Linked DNA regions of Mus musculus: region 2 is linked to region 1. A link is a contact called in public promoter capture Hi-C data. All regions are on one chromosome and are shown on one strand. The core of a region is the stretch at or near the end of the contact, and the rest is flanking DNA. Distances in the headings are between cores, read along the strand shown. Region 1 holds the start of Ermn (ermin, ERM-like protein). Region 2 overlaps Acvr1c (activin A receptor, type IC).

The links. Promoter capture Hi-C pulls out the DNA fragments that hold promoters and counts their contacts.
Region 2: a promoter capture Hi-C map of hippocampal neurons shows a contact between it and region 1, with 2.2 times the contacts expected there. The contact joins the enhancer-like site here to the promoter of Ermn in region 1. A contact is called at or near these places in 12 of 39 promoter capture datasets (the 3T3-L1 cell line, the C10 cell line, the HPC-7 cell line and 8 more), 1 of 15 datasets of contacts at CTCF or cohesin (large pre-B cells), 11 of 484 Hi-C or Micro-C datasets (CD8 T cells, bone marrow-derived macrophages, double positive thymocytes and 7 more), 1 of 115 datasets of contacts at active chromatin or transcription factors (large pre-B cells) and 3 of 9 other capture datasets (adipose tissue, liver and macrophages).

Annotation. Positions count from the first base shown.
Region 1 is chr2:58,051,349-58,056,014 of GRCm38.p6, reverse strand. It overlaps Ermn (ermin, ERM-like protein), which reads left to right and starts at 3,151. Exons shown (of 3, transcript NM_029972.4): 1 at 3,151-3,539; 2 at 4,172-4,264. The coding sequence starts at 3,299.
Region 2 is chr2:58,265,946-58,270,724 of GRCm38.p6, reverse strand. Acvr1c (activin A receptor, type IC) reads left to right here. Exons shown (of 9, transcript NM_001111030.1): 9 at 1-3,272. Among named protein-coding and RNA genes, the nearest start is that of Gm13544, 8.4 kb to the left of the region's middle. Within about 2 kb of position 1,509, at least 1 of the 459 cell types and tissues checked has an H3K27ac peak or open chromatin away from gene starts, as enhancers often do. A contact at or near this core is called in hippocampal neurons, where this site is marked.

The DNA of each region.
Region 1 (4,666 bases), core at 1,902-4,401:
CTAAATGAATACCAGGGTACATGCACATGCTATGCTTGCTAAAGGTAATAGACACCTAGAAGTAGGAAAGACAATGCGTTTAGAATCTGTAAGTTTTGCTGTGATTCTGAAATGATGTCCTTGGCAAAACCCTCTTGGAATGATTGGGGATAGGACCTTTAAAACTGATGTGAGCATTTGTATATCTGTTTGCTACTGGTTATTGGATTAAATAAAGAGTCACTTCTTTCTCTTAAGGATCATAGAGTTTAATATGTTCTCATTTGTCCCTGAACTTTGGATTCAGTTTCTGTATACCCTCACAGATTCCCATCAATATTTTCTCATCTACAGGCTTACTGGTTATTTCTTGTGAGGACAGACCCTTCATTGTCTCCAGCAGCTCTTGTGTGCCTCCTGGGTTGGCACTGCCTCTGGCCTTCTGCTGCCCTCTAGTGGCTACTATTCTCACATATGCCAAGGTGATTGATGATGGATCCCTGTAGGAGCTGTGGTCAATACAAACATCTGTGCAAAGGCCAGGGATGGCATGTGCCATTACAGCTGATAGGAGCAAGAAAGAAACACCCATTCAACTAATTTAGGGCCAGAGACTCTGTGAGTGAACAGATCTAATTCTTTTTTCTGGACTGAAAGCTGGAAATGTCCTTGGTCCTGTCTGCAGTTCTGTCCTCACTGTGTCCAGACATGCCAGAGGGAGTTCTGGTACATGGTTGCTTATTTTTCCCCTTAATCAGCACCTGTGCCTAGAAGCTGAATGTAAGATATGTCTAAAGGCGAGAGAAGACACATTATGGGTGGACCGACTGGGTTGAACACCTCCCCTAGTTTCTACAATTAGTTCTGTAAAAACTCCATAGATTAGCATCTCAATGATCTTTACACTTCCCTTGGTTCAGCTCCAGCTACACAGGACCCCTGCCTTTTCTCTTTCTCTTATGTTCTCCATAAACATTCCCAAACTCACCCTCGGCAATCCATTAGTTTCATTCTTCAGACTCTCAAGATAAAATGTGGAGCTACTGACTCTGAAATTTTTCTGTGGCTGTGAGATTCTGGCTCCCTAACTCATAAGTTAAACCCTTCCTGAGGTGAGACAGTCTCCACTGAACTCAAAGCCCCACCCTCCATCACCCCATTTCATCAGTGGGCTTACCAACTATGTAGCATCCTACGTAGACTGAGCAAATAGTCAGTGTGCTAGAGAGAGAAGAGCTGGCGATGACAGGGTAGGGGGTCACAATCTCTGTTAGAGATGTTTTCCTGGATCAGGATTGAGCAGATGATGTCACAGGGACATGTATTTGGTGCCTCTGACATATAATCAAATGGAGTCATCTTTAGATGGAATGTAAAATTTTTTATGGGTAGATGGGTATTTTGCCTGTTTTTATGTGAACCATTTCTATGGCTGTTTCCAGCAGAAGAGGTAGTTGGGTCATCTGAAATTGCTATTACAGATGTTTTGAACAACTGTGTGAGAGGGAGCTAGGAATTGTGGCTCAGTTCCTCTGGAGGAACAGCCAGTGTTCTAATCATTGAGCTGTCTCTTCAGCCCTCTTAGGCACAATTTTGAAGGTGACATATTTACAAGCACCCCCTCCCCCAATTTCTATTCTTGATTACTATAAAAATGCCCTCAAATGTATTCTCTTGGTGGAAGAGATTTACTCACTTCTTTAAAGTTTACTCACTTTTAAAAATCAAATGCCTGTTGGCAGAGTTGTTGTGCAGTAGTGTCATCAGTTAGACCCAAGAGTCACATGTGATGAAAAGCTGAGAAAGAATTGTTCAATGTGGGAGGGGAAAAAATATCTAGTCATCTCTCCAAGTTCATCTTCAGGTGCTAACATGACCTTTGAGTTAAATGGGTGGCAAGACCCATGCCTAACTCCTGCTAAGTAGTTTTGGCCAAGGTGTGGTTTTTACCCACCATGGTTCCAGTGCCTCCTGCAAGATGGTCTGATAACTTTCCAGAATTGTATGAAAACTCTTCTTGGGAGACAAGTGCCTTCTCTGGCTGGCACCAGGCTTCATCAGTCATGTTTTCATTTCAGCATGAAAGTTCTGAGGTAGTTCCAGTTCCTTGGGGTCTACTGTCCAATAGTCTGATAATCGAAAGGAAGGGCGAATGTTTCTCTTTAGAATCTCTTCATGTCTTCCAGGATGGTTTGCCTGCCGAAGGCAAGGTGAGTGGTGCATGCTGAGAACAAAAGTGAGCTCCCTTTACACTGCTCAGGCGAAGTTTAGATTTGAGTCGGTAAAGTGCCATCACTGTAAAATTAGTTACTTAAGTTAATCATAAGCAATTAAACTCTGGAGGGAAAAATGTTGGTTAGGGAGGGAATCATTAAAGGAATGATACATTAGCCAGAAATTAAAGACTCAGAGACATTGTTCAGACAAAAGACTTGATCTTGGGGAAGGACTGAGCCATCCAGAAAAAAGAAAGAATGTATCCTATTAAAGGGCAGGGGAGTGAGCAGCAGCCTAGTTTTAGCCAATGACTGGCCAACAGACTGCATCACAAATATCATTATGAAATGCAAAGGATAATTCTGATTGGAGCAAGGGATAACTTCAAGGGAAAATTACACCAGTGTTTTAATGGGTAGGGTGGGTGTCTGTAGACCTGGGGGGACTGGAAAATCAGCTTCCTGAGAGCACACTATGAAATCAGTTGCCAAAGCCGTTTACAATCAAGTTGTCATGTTTACAGGTCCTTGAAAAGCTGGTTTTAGTCTTTAATAGATGAGAAATGATGCCATTGTCTCCTACAAAATAGCTGAGGTTTTACTCGAACCAAATCTGTTCGGAAATGTTAAGCTGGTTACACAGAACTAATGTGCCTCAAGGTGGTCATTCTCTCTGGATTAAAGCCTGGGAACAATTGTGGCTCCTGTTACAAGGAAAATTACAATGGGCCATTATGGAGAGGGACAAAAATCTCTGTTCCCAGAGGGGGACTGACAAGCGGCAAGTCCCCCTTTGCATGCTAACACAAAAGCCTGATTGCTTCAGATTGCTTGTTTATGCAAATTGAAGGCAACACTAATTCTGAGACTGGAGCTGCGAGGTGGTGGGGATGTTGCTGATTGGCTGGGTTTTGCTCCCGGGCTGGTTACCAAACTGACAAACCCTATCATATTCATTCTGAGCCCTGAAAACCTTTCGGAGGAATCTTGCTATTGCACGTCAGACTGAGAGTTGGTTTCGAACTGTAGGAACCACAGCATTAGAGCTTATCGAAGAGCTTGCTTTCTTCATTGCGTCCTTAAATCAGACCTCAGTGAACATCATGACAGATACTCCTGAGACACTGAGCGGGACAGAGTGCAATGGGGACAGACCACCTGAGAATGGCCAACAGCCTAGCAGTCAAACCAGGCAGGAGACAACTGATGCAGATGAGACCCAGGCATACTACAAGGTTGAACCCAGTCTTGAAGATTTACCTGCAAAAGAAAATCAAGAAGAAACTGGAAACACTAAAGGGAACATACTTCCTAAAGGGCCTGAAGATGAGAAGATCCTCAATGGTAAAGTATTTCTTTTTCTCAGTTTAATTGTTTCGACTTACAAGCTTTTCAAAAATATATGTATTAACTAATATCACATAAATAAGCTGAACCCAAGAAATACAGTCCCTATACACAATAGGGGCTTTCTATCATACTGATTCATAACTCAGGCTTGTCTGATAGCTCTGCAATTCTGCTGTTTTCTCTTCTGAACCCCTGATTGTTTTCACTGAAAGAAAACAGAATAAAAGCAGCCACCTTTATTGAGTTGTTACATAATTTCTAAATGGTAATCCAATGGTAACTACTGCTATAATGGTTAGAACCACAGGTCCATTGCTGGTTACATAGAACTAATGTGCAAAAAAAGAGAAAAAAAGGGAACTCAGAATTATAAGATCCTAAAGAGATCCTAATCCATCTAATATATATATATATATATATATATGTGTGTGTGTGTGTGTGTGTGTGTGTGTGTATGTATATATAATATACATATATATATGTATGTGTGTATGGAGATATTATCATTGTGGAAACTAATTATTAAACAAATGCAATCAAATTTAAAGGAATCAGAAAAATGCAATGATTTGTGAACCTTTAACCATATGTGTTGGAAATGTTACATTGCTTGTGTTTCTCCCTAGAAAACCCAGAAGAGAACCTCTTCGTTGTTCACCAGGCCATCAAAGATCTTTCTCTCCAAGAAATAAGTGCAGAAGACATGGCTTTCCGAGAAGGTAACGGGAATCCTAGTTTCCCAACATAATTGTTTAGCCGGATGTGATATAATTGTATAAGGTGTGTGTACTGCCTGTGTGCTATAGAGAAGCAGTTTCAAAGAAAGACTCCAAAATCTTCAAGGTGCTAAGGGCAGATACCTGAGCCATGCCCCACTTTACCCAGATTTCTAGATGGCTCAAGCCCCAAATTGTCTGGGTCAATCTGACTGCCTGGCATGGCGAAGTGATAGCTATGTCTTGATAGGTTAGCCCACTGCATCCAGCTCTCCCTTTAATTTGTGCTTCAGATGGGTGTTGGGCAGCTTCTGTGGTGGTTGAAAAACAGGTTTAGTGTAAAGTTTCCTATTGACATTCGATCTAAAGTAACGTTATAAAACCAATTACTATGTGGGAAAATTA
Region 2 (4,779 bases), core at 260-2,759, 220 kb before region 1:
AAATGAAAATGAGAATGTAAAAGTTAAAGGGACTCTGAGCCTCAGATCTTGGTTCTAATATTTTGTAGACGAAGAAACTGAAGACCGGTCATTAGATGGCAGCTAATGGTTGTAGAAACACAGTGGTGACACCTACTTCTGCAGCCTCGCCCACGTTTACAAATTGAAAAGTCAATCAGCATGGATTTAACACTGCTTCATGCACATATTAACATCACATGCCATTCAGTGCTGGTGGTCAGACCCTACTTGTTGATGCATTTCTATTAAAATAGATGGCTTAGGCCAAGGTCACTAGGGAAAAAATGAAAATAGACAAAGCAAAAACCTAAAAGTTGTTATCGAGATAGGCAGAAAAGCCATGAAGCACTGATGAGTTTGGAAATGTAATTGAAGAAATTTAGTGTGTGGAGGGTTTTAGTGCTGGCTGGAGGTGTAGAGCAGAGGCCGAGAGGACTTGCCTCGAAAGTGAAAAGATTTGGGTTCAATTTTCAGCACTGGTAAGAGAAGGAAGATAGGAAGGAGGTAAGAAGGGAAGGAAGGAAGTGAGGAAGGAAGAAAGGAGGAAAGGAAGGATAAAAGAAAGCATTCTTAGTATGAATAATGATTATCGAAGCCTCTGGACCTTCCTTGCTCCCTTCCTGAATGCATTGTTCCTTTCCCTTGTGTGTTGGAATGGTGAAAGGTGATTTGGTACACGAACTGGAGACTATGTTTAGTGTCATTTATAGTCTCTCTCTTGTTTGTTTTGTCTTTGACATCATTGTCTCCCCTGGTGGCAGATTTCCTGAGCCCTGCCCCCACCACTCTACTCAGCTCTGTCCTTTCATGTATTTGAGCCCTGTCCAGACTGTTACACACGGAACGTCTTAACAAGGTTTTAATTTCCCCACTGTGTATAAGAGGCCTCGGCTCACCAGTTCATTAGTGATCGTTCTCCTGACACTGGGAAGAGGGCTCTGTTAATGGCAGACATGACTTTCTTTCTCTTCCATTTTAGTCAGACTGTCTGGTTATCTTGTAGCTTTTGGCTAGTGCATAAAGAATGTCCGCTTCTGCTTTCATGCTGAACTCAGCTTCAACAGCGACTTGAACAAAGACTGTGAAATACATATCCCATAATGTGATTGCTCATGTTACGCCTGTGATAATTGAGCCATTGGTTTGTTTTATTCCTGCCATCCTTTGAAATATTTTTATTTATTTATTTTTATGTGTTATGGGAGTTTTGATTGAATGTGGGTCTGTGTACCATATGCATATCCGGTGCTTGGGTAGGCCAAAAGAGTCTGATCCCCTGAAACTAGAATTACAGGTAGTTGTAAGCTGCCATGTGGGTGCTGGAAACCAGAACTTGGTCCTCTGGAAGAGCATCAGCCAGTGCTTCTAACTGCTAAGCCATCTCTCTTCTGCTTCTGCCATGTTTTTAGACTAAGCCATGTGCCATGCTGCTTAGAATGCAGATTATGCTGAAATTAGGTAACGATCTCCACTTTAAAATTTGATATTGATAGCTGCCAGGATTCTCCTGCAGTTAGTCATAGATGAACACAACATTTGGGAGAATATGAGCTCCAGCTCATCCTCATTTTAATAATGCCAGAAATGTATTTTTCTCCTTGTTGGTTTATGTTACACTACAAGAAAATTTCCTCCTGGACCCAACACTTTCATTGGAATATGCAATTCTTCCCCGGGTTTTAGGAATCTGACTGTTCACACAGCCTGAGTGTGGTAGGAAATTCACCTTTCTTTCCAGCATCCCACATATAAATTCTCCACAGGGAACTCAACAGATTGGGGCAGCTGAGGACTGGGGTGAGCGCTGGAACTAGCTCTTCCCTATAGAGACAGTTCTAGACCTTACAGAGAAAGACATTGTGTGTTTCTATATCAACATAAAATGCCCAGGCTTATCCATCATTATGAAATAGATGCTAAATTTAGAAATGGTTCTTGACATATGCAAACTGAACACAGAATTTGGAAGAATAGAATACTCTGACTTTTCTTCTCTGTATTCCCAAGAGTAACAAGAGTAACAAGGTGGACTCTTTATCCTGGTGATGGGTGTATCTTTTCCCCAACCTAAGTCATTGGCTGCAAGGCACAGTAACCTCAATTTCTATACATCCACCAAGTTTTCATTCTGTGGATGAACCTACTCATTTGCTTCACCTGTAAAGGGAGGCTTGAGTGTCAGGCTCTAAGAAAGTTAACCATACTAAGAGATTTATCAATATGTTTGGTTTTTCATTGGCAGAACAGTAGTATCTAGGCAATTTTAAAGATGTAGCAGTTTCCTGTTCTCTTTACCAAGTGAGAGAATCTGAGTAAAATATTAGACTCCAGTTCATTTCTAGAATGGCTTATATCAAGCTCTTGTACTCTCCTGACCCTGAACTGGATAGGATTGTTTACACTTGATTGTTGTTTCAGGTTTTAAAAGGGTCTCAAAAGAAAAAATTGGATTCAGGTCTATAAAAAAAAAAAAGGATTTTGTATTAATTTTCAAAGCACTAATACTAATTATACTTTTCTTGGGGTAGTGATTCTCTTCTTATACCTAAGAACATATTACACATGTCAAAACCATTGCATTTTGACATTGCGAAACACACCTTGAACTCTTGAACTACTGTGAGCAGAATCACTGTTGTAAAGATTTTTTTTTTTTTTTTTTTTTTTGGTAAGCTTGCTGGTATTCTTAAGTATGTAAAAAGATGTCGGCTTCCACAGGCTCAAATGAATGTACATAAGGACTGTGAAAAAAAAATAAATTGGGTTTTAAAATAAGAACTGGGCGATAAATTGTATCTAAACTGCGCAGATGGGCATCGTCGTGCGGCTGTGTTTTCATTGTTGAAGGTTGAACAGAGTTCTACAGAGTCGTGGATGACATTCAGATGTTTCATGACTTTTGGATCTGCGAACATATGCATTTTATAGTCATGTATACTTATATTGTTAAGAAATAATCATATTTTAGAATTTAGTAAGAACTCAGTGATAGCCTTCATACCAAAATGTTTAACTTTGCCAACAGCTAGTCATAAAAAAGTATTTATTTTAAAGCTTTTTAATACAATTGCATAACTTCTTGCCGCCTCCAGGTGTACATTCTTCTCTGCCTAAATGTTATATTTTTATGTATGCATTTTCAGAAAGCATATTGTTTTGGAAAGTGGCAAAGACAATGAATTAAGCACTCGTTGCACTTGTTTCTGTAAAGCATAAAGAGCTCTATTTTAAATAAAAGAAAACGTGTCATATGTTGGTGTCCATGTGCTCATATTCTCTTTCACAACTGTGTTTATATTTGTATGCAGAGTGCAGGCAGGGGACTGGGGATTGAGAACTGGTTCTGCTAGTGCTGGAATCTCCTCCTTCCCCCCTCCCTCCTCTCTTTCCTTCTTTCCTACCAAGTTTTATAGAATTCTACAATTTCAAAGCCAGAAGACACACTTATTTAAAGCTTTTTTTTTTCCTGAATGACACATAGGGCAATATATTCTTACGGGGTTTATCTTTTCAGTCTTTTGCATTCATTTTTTCCCATTTTTAGTTTTTATCTGTGTGCTTTGCCTACATGTGTCTATGTGCACAAAGTGTATGCTATGTTCAAGAGACTAGAAAACAGCATTGCATCCTTTGGAACTAGAGTTACAGATGGTTGTGGCTCACCATGTAGGTCCTGGAAATGGAACTCAGGTCCCCTGGAAGAGAAGCTATTGCTCTTCTCTACTGAATCATCTCTCCATCTCCCTACCGCATGTTGAATTTTAAACATAAGTTATTGAGAACGTACCAGTTTAACCTGCTTCTATCCCATTTAAAAGTGACAACCACTCAAGTCATTGATGGGCCTTCCCAGAAAGTGCAAACTCAGTGGCTTCACCTCTGGGGTCCCTATCTTCATCTCCAGATTCTGCCTTCCTGCTGTTTCTTGGGCCTTCCAAGCATAAGCCTGTCCCAGGCGTTTTCCCAGAATGCCCATTCCTTAGAGGTGAATGCACTGTGGGTGCCAGGGAGGGTGCTGCCTTTTCTGTCTTCCCTTATCATCCACCATGAGCTGCGTCTTCCAGGTGTGCTTTACTGCACTTAGTACTACTTGGCATTATTTTCTAACGTATAAATAGTGGATATAGACTCACAGGGTCTAACTCCCTGAGTGTTGGCTTACAGAACGTGGAGACACAGTTTTAAAACCTTAAGAGTAGTGTATTACTTTACCCGATGAGAAAACTCTGTGGACCTTATTACCCCCAACTGTCTATAATAAGCAGGAGAACTTTTGACCCTAACTAATGGTGGTTATTTGGGAATAATGTTACAGTTTTGATGCTTTGAGCACTTGGCAAAACTGGCAGGATACTATGTTGTTGTTTTTTTCTCTTGGTAAAAGCCCTGAAATTCTTTTGCTACTTTTAAATTTTATTTTTAGGGATTATTATTTTTTAATAGGCACCCCCATGATCTTGCATTAAATACTAAGCAGATTTGTAAGCAATTATTATTTATAAAAACTTTTATTTTATCTACTTATATATTTAAAAGAACTTGCAAATAAAAAAAGATACAAAGAAAAGAAAAATCACACACCAAAATTAACCAGACCCAAAGTCTATATAGCTCAGTGAACTGTACTGTTAAAATCGTGGAGGTTCTGGTTAGATTTACACTTTCACTGATCTGGACCAGTAGGTGGTTCTTCTGCAACACATTCCTGATAGAAAGGACCAGGAGATAAGAAAAGATGAAAGTAGGAAAGCTGTGTTC